Linked DNA regions of Sus scrofa: region 1 is linked to region 2. Evidence: chromatin contacts called from public HiChIP or PLAC-seq data. All regions are on one chromosome and are shown on one strand. The core of a region is the stretch at or near the end of the contact, and the rest is flanking DNA. Distances in the headings are between cores, read along the strand shown. Region 1 overlaps PLA2G4A (cytosolic phospholipase A2). Region 2 has its middle 7.7 kb from the start of PLA2G4A.

What was found. HiChIP or PLAC-seq counts read pairs in DNA pulled down with a chosen protein or histone mark.
Region 1: a contact with region 2 is called in an H3K27ac HiChIP or PLAC-seq map of alveolar macrophages. The contact joins two enhancer-like sites. A contact is called at or near these places in 1 of 47 Hi-C or Micro-C datasets (embryonic fibroblasts) and 1 of 2 datasets of contacts at active chromatin or transcription factors (alveolar macrophages).

Annotation. Positions count from the first base shown.
Region 1 is chr9:128,006,515-128,010,824 of Sscrofa11.1, reverse strand. All of the region lies in intron 6 of PLA2G4A (cytosolic phospholipase A2), which reads right to left. Among named protein-coding and RNA genes, the nearest start is that of PTGS2, 150 kb to the right of the region's middle. Within about 2 kb of position 1,819, at least 22 of the 83 cell types and tissues checked have an H3K27ac peak or open chromatin away from gene starts, as enhancers often do. A contact at or near this core is called in alveolar macrophages, where this site is marked.
Region 2 is chr9:127,843,758-127,848,064 of Sscrofa11.1, reverse strand. No RefSeq gene overlaps it. Among named protein-coding and RNA genes, the nearest start is that of PLA2G4A, 7.7 kb to the left of the region's middle. Within about 2 kb of position 2,239, at least 1 of the 83 cell types and tissues checked has an H3K27ac peak or open chromatin away from gene starts, as enhancers often do. A contact at or near this core is called in alveolar macrophages, where this site is marked.

The sequences.
Region 1 (4,310 bases), core at 570-3,069, 160 kb before region 2:
AACGTAGGACAGACATGGTTCATTGAGGCAGGGAGGGATGAAGGTCAAAGAAGCATCTCCTCCCTCCTCCATGCCAGGCAGTGCATCTGGGAACCATCTGAGCCAGAAGCAAACTCAAGGGTATCTGATCACAAAGAGCTTCCCCTCCTCACCTCCCTGCCCAACTTGACCCACACAGACTCACTGTTTCCCTTCACAGAAGCACCTGGCCATCAGTAGAGTAAAATTAAGCACTTCAGTGTTAAAAGGATTAATGAGAAAGGGCTAAAGAATGAATAATTGTTTAAAATGAGATGTGTTTTAATTAAACGTTGAGGAAATATGAAAGTCAACAGTTCAATAAAATTGTTTTAGTTCTTAAAAAAAAAAAAAAACAGCATTTTGATTATGGTACTTATGGTAACCAGCTGTTCTCTAAAGCTCTAAAGATTGAAAAGAAAAAAAAAAGGAAATGAAATGACTTTAAGTTGCAAAATGAAGGATTTTTGTCAGGCTGAAGAAGGACATCCTGATAGCAGAGCTGTAAAGGACCCTCTTTTGCGACAGGTGGTTATTATTACTAAACGTTTCAGCCGTCTTTACACTGCAGATTTGGAATGGTCCCAATTCTATAAAGCATTATCTTTTAGGGAACATTAAGGTGGCCTCAAGAATCTGAAGGAGGAAAGTAGGCAAAGGGTGAGGAGTAAGATAGAAACCAGACTCAAGAACTTAGCTGGCCATCCAAGAAAGGCAGGCAAGACAATGGTTAAGTATTCAGAACTTAAAACAATAATTCTGGCACCTAGGACGTGAAGGAAAAGCAACCCAGCATGATGGCTCCCGGAACAGGTAAATGCACTGAGATGCGATGATGTGTGGAACTGGGCCTAGCAATTGGCCAGGCAAAAAATCCAAGTGTTTGAAAGGAACAAAGGCTCTGTCTTTGCCGACCAAATGCTGGAAAACAAGGCAATCTGTGATTCCATCTTACTGGTTAATAATTACCCTGGATCAAAAGATCTGCATTCTATAAGCTCATGAATTTCTATGCACTTTTGTTTTAGGTATTTTGTTTTCTGGTCATTCATTATAGTGATTTCCCGATTTTCTTTCTTCCTTTAAAAACTCCCACACAAAACAAAAACAAACAAACAAACACAAACAAAAAACCCTCTAGAGAAATTCAGCAGACCTAGCTTCTCTGGGTTCGTTCTTAGCATAACTGGAGAAAAACCACATAACCTGCTAAAGTGGTTTTATTTTGGTCCACATTCTCAGAGGCTCTGGCCACCACACAGCATCTTTCTAGGTTTTCTGGTGCCCTTGCATTTCCACCTTAGAAAAGGACTTTCTTCTCCCCTTCAAGTTTCTCACCTTATCCCCACCCCCACTCTTGGGTAGTGACCTCATCTCCTTTCACAGAGACAACAGAAGGCGTCACAAGGGGAAGTTCATCTTCTCACCCGCAAACCCTCAAACTTCTCTGCCAGAGTACCTGGGTTCTCCTTCTCTCTGTCACCAAGAAGGCAGAGTTCCTCCCCCTGTACTGGACCTGGCCCCACATGTGTTTGGGACGCAAAATCCCTCTCTCCTCCTCAACTGGCTTCACTCGGAAAGCTGTGCCTGTCTTTTCTGAATCATCCAACTTGACCTTCTACGGGATAATCTGATGGGCAAGCTTTTTACAGTCTCTCTCGTCTCCATTTCCTTTTCCCTCCATGTCTCTCTCCCCTGTTGTGCTGCTTCACATTTTTCTAATGGACCATTTGCTCACACGCTGTCTATCCGCATCCTCAGAGTCCTCACTTTCATGCCCTCTGCCACCCCACCGCGTCCCCACCACTCCACCAGAGCTGCTCTCATCAAGATCGCTAGTGACTTCCTGGTTTTTTAAATGCAGTCAGTCATCGCTTTTCTATCCTGTTTTTCTGGAACCACTTTCACTTCTTTGCTCCCATGACATCGTCCTAACTCCTAGTTTTGCATTAATTCCTTGGTTGCTCCTTTGCAGGCTTATTTACAAATGCTACTCCTGGATCCTCCGTAATAAGCCACACCATTCGCTCTCCACACATGGCTTCTCGTCCCTCACATCTCAGCTTAAACTTCACCTTTCCATCCTTCATTTCCCCAGGTCAGCCTGTACTATTCAAGTCCATTTGCATCTTATATTACCCATTATTTCCTTAATTATTCTCTCTTCTCCAAGGGGGTATTAAATCTTTACTCACCCAAGTAGTCCCTAAATATAGCACAGTGCCTGGAATGTAGTCAGTAGCAATTAGAACATACTGATTTGGTGAACTCAGTGGTCAGTGATTCCTGGTTGATGTTACATCTGCATTTTCTTCTTGACCCAACAGGTAAACAGGTAAAAATTCTTAAGCGAAAAAAAGTACAGTCTATCTACATGGCTTCCCCTAATAACTCTTCTTTTTCTAAATGTTAAAAAGACAGATTTTTCCTATTCTTTCTTAGGCATGCTATATATATTCATAAAATAGTATCTAAAAATTCGTTTCTTTACAGAGAATTGTAAGTTATACAACAATGTTCTCTTCATTGTGACAATAACTTTAAGGTATTAATCAGCCAAGCCAACTTGTCAATTTAACACATAATTTAAGCAGATAGTATAAATTTCTGTAAACACTGAATGAGTCTCACAAAACTGATTCTTTCTTATATTGCTTTTCATTGAGAACAGAGGGATTGTTAGTGATAAGGACACATACACACAAAAAAAATCCCATATAAATATTGTAAACTTTTACTAATTTTAAATAGAAATCCCTGGCGATCACTACCTCAAAAAATAAGCAAGTAGCAGATTATATTATCATCATAATATTTTCCAACTAAATTTTTAATTAACTGAGAAACCCCTATAAATTAGAATTTTCACTGCGAGAAATCTTCCTAAAATATGTCATCCTTCAATAATCAAGGATATAATGATACTTTGACATTATAGCTGACTATGAATTCCCATTGTACATTGAAAGTAGTAATTTTCAAGACTATTCCATGAATGACAGAAATGCCCTAGAGTTATCTCTTTGAGATCTAAGTTCAATCAATTTTAAATTCATCTGTCTCTACTTCATAACAATTGAGTGGAAAGGAAGTTGATACCTGTTTGAGGTTTGTGGTAGATAATAACAAGGGACTGATGGACATTAAGAAATTTTAGTTATAGATGCAGGAGTCCATATAGCATGTCCCCGTAACGGCATTCATCTTTAAATATTTTTCCCAAAATTACTTTTCTATAAATCCTTAATTGCTGTAAATGATTTTTCTTAATACTTTTATGGTATTGCCTCAAATGCATGTAAAAAAAGTCCTTTAATTTCAAGAAATAAAAAATGAGAGCCCAAAGAAAACTTATAAGATACCACTTACCTTCCCCTAGACTATCCTAGGCAGATATTGTCTCTTCTACAATTATAAATCCTTCTACAAGGGGTCACAAACCTCGGTTTATTGCCAAGGTACTGTGCTCAACTTGCTTATCTTGTTAAAACTGTGGACATAAAAGTATGGGGCAAATAGGAAGTGTGTCAATTTACTGACTGAAATTCAGAAACATTTGCAAGACCTAATGTTTCTAGTCACACAGTTGCATCTAGCAGTCAAACCTGACCTACTATGTGTTATTCATTATGAACTTATACATATATGTATAATAAGGCAATTTTATAACGAAAGTTGATTTTTACTTCTAAAAAGGAGTATCTGATTTGCCATAAGTTAATGGGTTATTTGGAAAGGTAAAATAATAATGACTTTATTCTGTAAATGATAAATCCAAGGTCAGAGTAATCATTTTGATACAAATGCTTTATGCCAACCACCAGGATTAATAAGAGTGAAAGAGAGTCATAGACTCTGAGGTTACACTCAGAATATTCTAAAAGAATGCTGTATTACCAAACAAAAGTAAAATAATTCGTACAGTTAATGTCTCTTATACAGCTCAAAAAGTGCCTATTTTGTAGTTTTGGATTAAACTCCAAATACTTTATTTTCTTCAAGTGGTATTATATATGTGTGTAAAACTTTACAAAATAAGGAATTCTAAATCATAAACCTTTTCAGTCATTCTTAAATGTTGGTGCAACTTCTTCTATTATGTCAATCAGTAATCCAGTTACAAGAGTAGAACAATTGAGTTAATATGGGAATATGCATTGGAATGTGTAATTTCTGGTTCTCCCCCTATAATTTTTCCAATGTTAATACAAATAGGAAGAGGTTGATAGCCTTAAAATACATCGAAACTGAAAATATAAACCAATTAATCAATTGAAGCATACAAAATCCAT
Region 2 (4,307 bases), core at 990-3,489:
GATGCAGGTTCCATCCCTGGCCTCACTCAGTGGGTTAAGGATCCAGCGTTGCTGTGGGCTGTGGTTGCTATGGGTATGGTGTAGGTCAGCAGCTGCAGCTGTGATTTAACCCCTAGCCTGGGAACCTCCATACGCCACGGATGAGGCCCTAAAAAGACGAAAGACAAAAAAAAAAAAAAGAAAAAAAAATTATGTTTAACAAATTACCACAAACTTAATGGCTTAAAAGAACACAGATTTATTACCTCCAGTTGGGGAGGCCAGAAGTAAGAAATAGGTCTTACGCACTAAAATCAAAGTGCATACAGTGCTGCTGCTTCTGGGCAAATCTGTTTCTCACCTTTTCCAGCTTCCAAAGACCATGCACAATTCCTTGGTTTGTGTCTCTCTTCAAAGCCAGCAGGGTAGCATCTTCTAATATCTGTGATTGTGATCTTGCCTCCTTAAAAGCCCTTTTGATTATTTTGAGCCAATGAAAATAATCAAGCAAATTCTCTCCTCCTCAAGATTCTTAACATTTTGACATTATAAAAACTCTCTTCTGCCCGGAAAGGCAACATATTCACAGATTCAAGGTATTGGGGTGTGAATATCTTTGGAGGGCCATTATTTTGTCTACTGCGTCATACAACCCAGCAACTTGGGCATTTACCTCAGAAGAATAAGAAACTCTATTAATGTAAAAATCTGTTCCTGGTCACACCACTATATATAAAATAGGTAATAAGAACAGGGTAACCTACGCAATGCTGTGTAACAACTTAGATCAAAAAAGACCCTGAAGAGGAATAGATACATGCGTATGTTCATCGTGTTGAATGTCTACACCAAGGAGGACTACACAGCAAAACAAACAAAAAACTCTTAGTACGTGCAACCACTTGGATGGAACTCAAGGGAATTTTGCTGAGTGGAAAAAAAGCCAATCTTAAAATTTTACCTACTGTATGATTCTATTTATTTAACATTTTTAAACTAATGCGAGTATAGATAGGGATGGAGAACAGATTAGTGGTGACCAGATTAGGGATGGCAAATGGGTAGATATGGCTATAAAGGGGTAGCATGAGGAAGCCTTGTGCTGGGAAAAATGAAACCCATAAACTGTGGATGGCAGCATAAAAAACATAGCCCCTTTGGAAACCAATCTGGCAGTGAAACATAAACATACCCTATGAGCCAGCAATTCTGCTTACAGCCTCTTACCAGAAGAAATGAATATAGGTGTTCACAGAAGACTTACACAAGAATGTCCATGGCCACTTCATTCATAATAAATTGAAATTTATAAAAAACTGAAGACAACTCAAATTTCCATCAATAACAGAATGGATAAAGGGTCACATCTCTATACAATGAAATACTTCTCAACATAAAAAGTAATGAACTACTGATAAATTCAACAATGTGGACGAATCTCAATTATGTAGAAAGGGGAAAAGTCACAAAAGAGTACCTACTGTGTGACTGTAGAAATATAAAGTTCTAAACAAGACAAAACTAATCTATAAGAATCATGGTTGGGGAAAGATGGAGTTGCAAGGATTATAGAGAAAGTTGCATAAATAAGGCAACTTTCTACATAGTGGAATCATTTTATATCTTGATAATGGTATAAGTGACATGAGTATATTATACTTTAAAAGTGTATTATAATTTTACTCATGGTTGGGTACATTTCACTGTATGTAAATTATAGCCCAATAAAAAGTGAAAACATGAAGATATGCTGGGACTAAATGGTATATCCCACTAATGCTTTCTTGGTCTACATTTATTTTCCACATATATTTGCTATCTATTGTACTAATCATTTTTTTCTGTAAGTGCTATTTAATTTAGTTTGTATGACAGTCCTATGGAGAAAATGTTACTATTATTTTATTAATGTGGAAAATGAGTTACTTACCCAAGGACCATTGAGTTACTTATCAGTGGACCTAGAGAGCCCAGATCTGTCAAACTCCAAAGCTCTTCAAACCGCCATGTGCAGAATGAACAAAACTGATTGTTTATGAATATGCTGATGATTGCACAAATATTTCCCTGGCTGAAAAAAGAATTAAATTTTTGTTTTGCATTTTGTCACTTCTTGCGGGGTATTACAATTATAACCTTATTACTTTACTAAAGAAATCAAATAGAGAAATTGTATCCTTAAGTCACGGGATACATCATTTTAAAACCGTCTAACAATAGACTTACCAATCCTCAAACCACTTCCTTTTGTTTTGTCTTTAGAGACATGAAGAAATAGCTACCAAGGAATGTCAGTGAATAATTGAATGCAGTTACTATCACATCTTTGAGTTTTCTTATTATCAAGAGAATGCTTACATCTCTTTTTTATTTTTGAGGTTCCATTATTTAAATGTAACTCTGTGTTGTATCCATTTAACCTCTCTCACACAATTTACAAAAGAACATGTTAACACACACACACACACACACACACACACACACACACACACGATTATGTTCTCAGTGTCTGCCTTCTTCCATAAGGCTCAGCTCTATAACTCAAGGTGGGGTGCTAAAACATGTAGACTAATCATGTCTTTTGGATATACAACACACTTGATATTCATTTCTGATTGGATTTGTTGATCTCCAGCTTATGTAGACTATTCTTCTATGTGAAAGGGGACTTCTGGCCACTCTGCCTGAATGGGGGGCACTCTACCATGTTTGAGATGGAGTAAAGACTAGGAATGTACATGGGCCATTTCATCACTTATCAATGGAAATGTTCCCGGCATATCATAACCAACTACTGCACAAAGATTTAAATACATATCACTTATGTGAAAGTAACTTATTTAATAATCACAACAACACAGAATAATGAAAAATCACAACAAATAAATCCAAAATGAAAATAATTGTTATAAAGTTCCTGTGCTAGAGTAAATGTACTGTATTCAGGTCCTCAATGAACGGCAATTTCTTTTTGATAAGGGCACTTGCTGATAGCCTGGTAATTAGAAAGATGAAGAAAACAGAAAAGTAAATGTATGCCCTAAAATTAAAATCTATGTGATATGTGGCTATTCCATATTTCACATCATTTGAATGATCACTTCAGTAAGCAAAAACCTGCTACTTTTGATTTTCAAAATGGAACTCCTGATGCTCCCTTACTTTCTTTCATTCCATAGATATAGATAGCTTTGACATGTGTTATAACTTATTTAATGATTCTATTTTAACAACCTAATATCACAGACTTAGAATATTTAGAGCTTCTCCCCACCCCCCCCAAAAAAGATGATGTTTAAAAAAAAGATTTAAAATCACAATTATTCCCCTAACTCCACCTCTAATTCCAAAGTATTATTAAGGACTCCAACTTTTACAGAACATAGGCCACAGTCTAGGTTTGAAGTAGAGGCAAGTAGTTTAAGATGAATAATAAACAGCTTGGTAAATCATTCTGTTTTTTAATCCTGACAAAAAGCACTACTTTCGAGGACCCTCTCTAAATATAATTGGAATTCTAAAGTCATCAGGGAGTTCCTGCCATGGCTAAGAGGTTAACGAACCCAACTAGCATCCATGAGGATGCGGGTTCAATCCCTGGCCACGCTTGGTGGGAAAGGATCCTGCGTTGCCATAAGCTGTGCTGTAGGTCACAGACGCGGCTCGATCCTGTGTTGCTGTGGCTGTGGCATAGGCTGGAGGCTACAGCTCCAGTTGGACCCCCTAGCCTGGGAACCTCCATATGCTGCAGGTTCGGCCCTAAAAAGACAAAAGACAAAAAAAAGATAACATGTATTATAAATAGTCAATAAAGTGAATTCACATAAATAGGTTAATTTAGAATGTGACTTCTATTTTACATTTAGAAATCTATAGCATCACTTGAAATAGCTAGACATACCCTTGGGAATTATAAAACAATTGGAATTTCTAAGTTAAGTTATTTAATTTATATCTTACAAGTCAAGAACATGACTTTTTACATTCCCAATAATAGCATGGTGGTGAACAGGCTAGATGCTTGCACCCAGGGCATAGGTTTGGGAGTTGGGCAAATCCAAATCCAGAGTTGGGCAAATCTGGGCTCTGCCACTTTCTAGCAGTGTGGTTAATAAGGGCCCCATAATCCTCATCTTTAAAAGATAAAATGGGGAGTTCCCATCATGGCACAGTGGGTAAAGAATCTGACTGCAGTGGTTTGAGTCAATGCAGAGGTGTGTGTTTGATCCCCAGCCTGGTGGAGTGGGTTAAAGGGATCTGACATTGCCGCAGCTGTGGCCATAAAAAAAAAAAAAATTAAAAATGGTAAAATGGTAACACTAATGCCT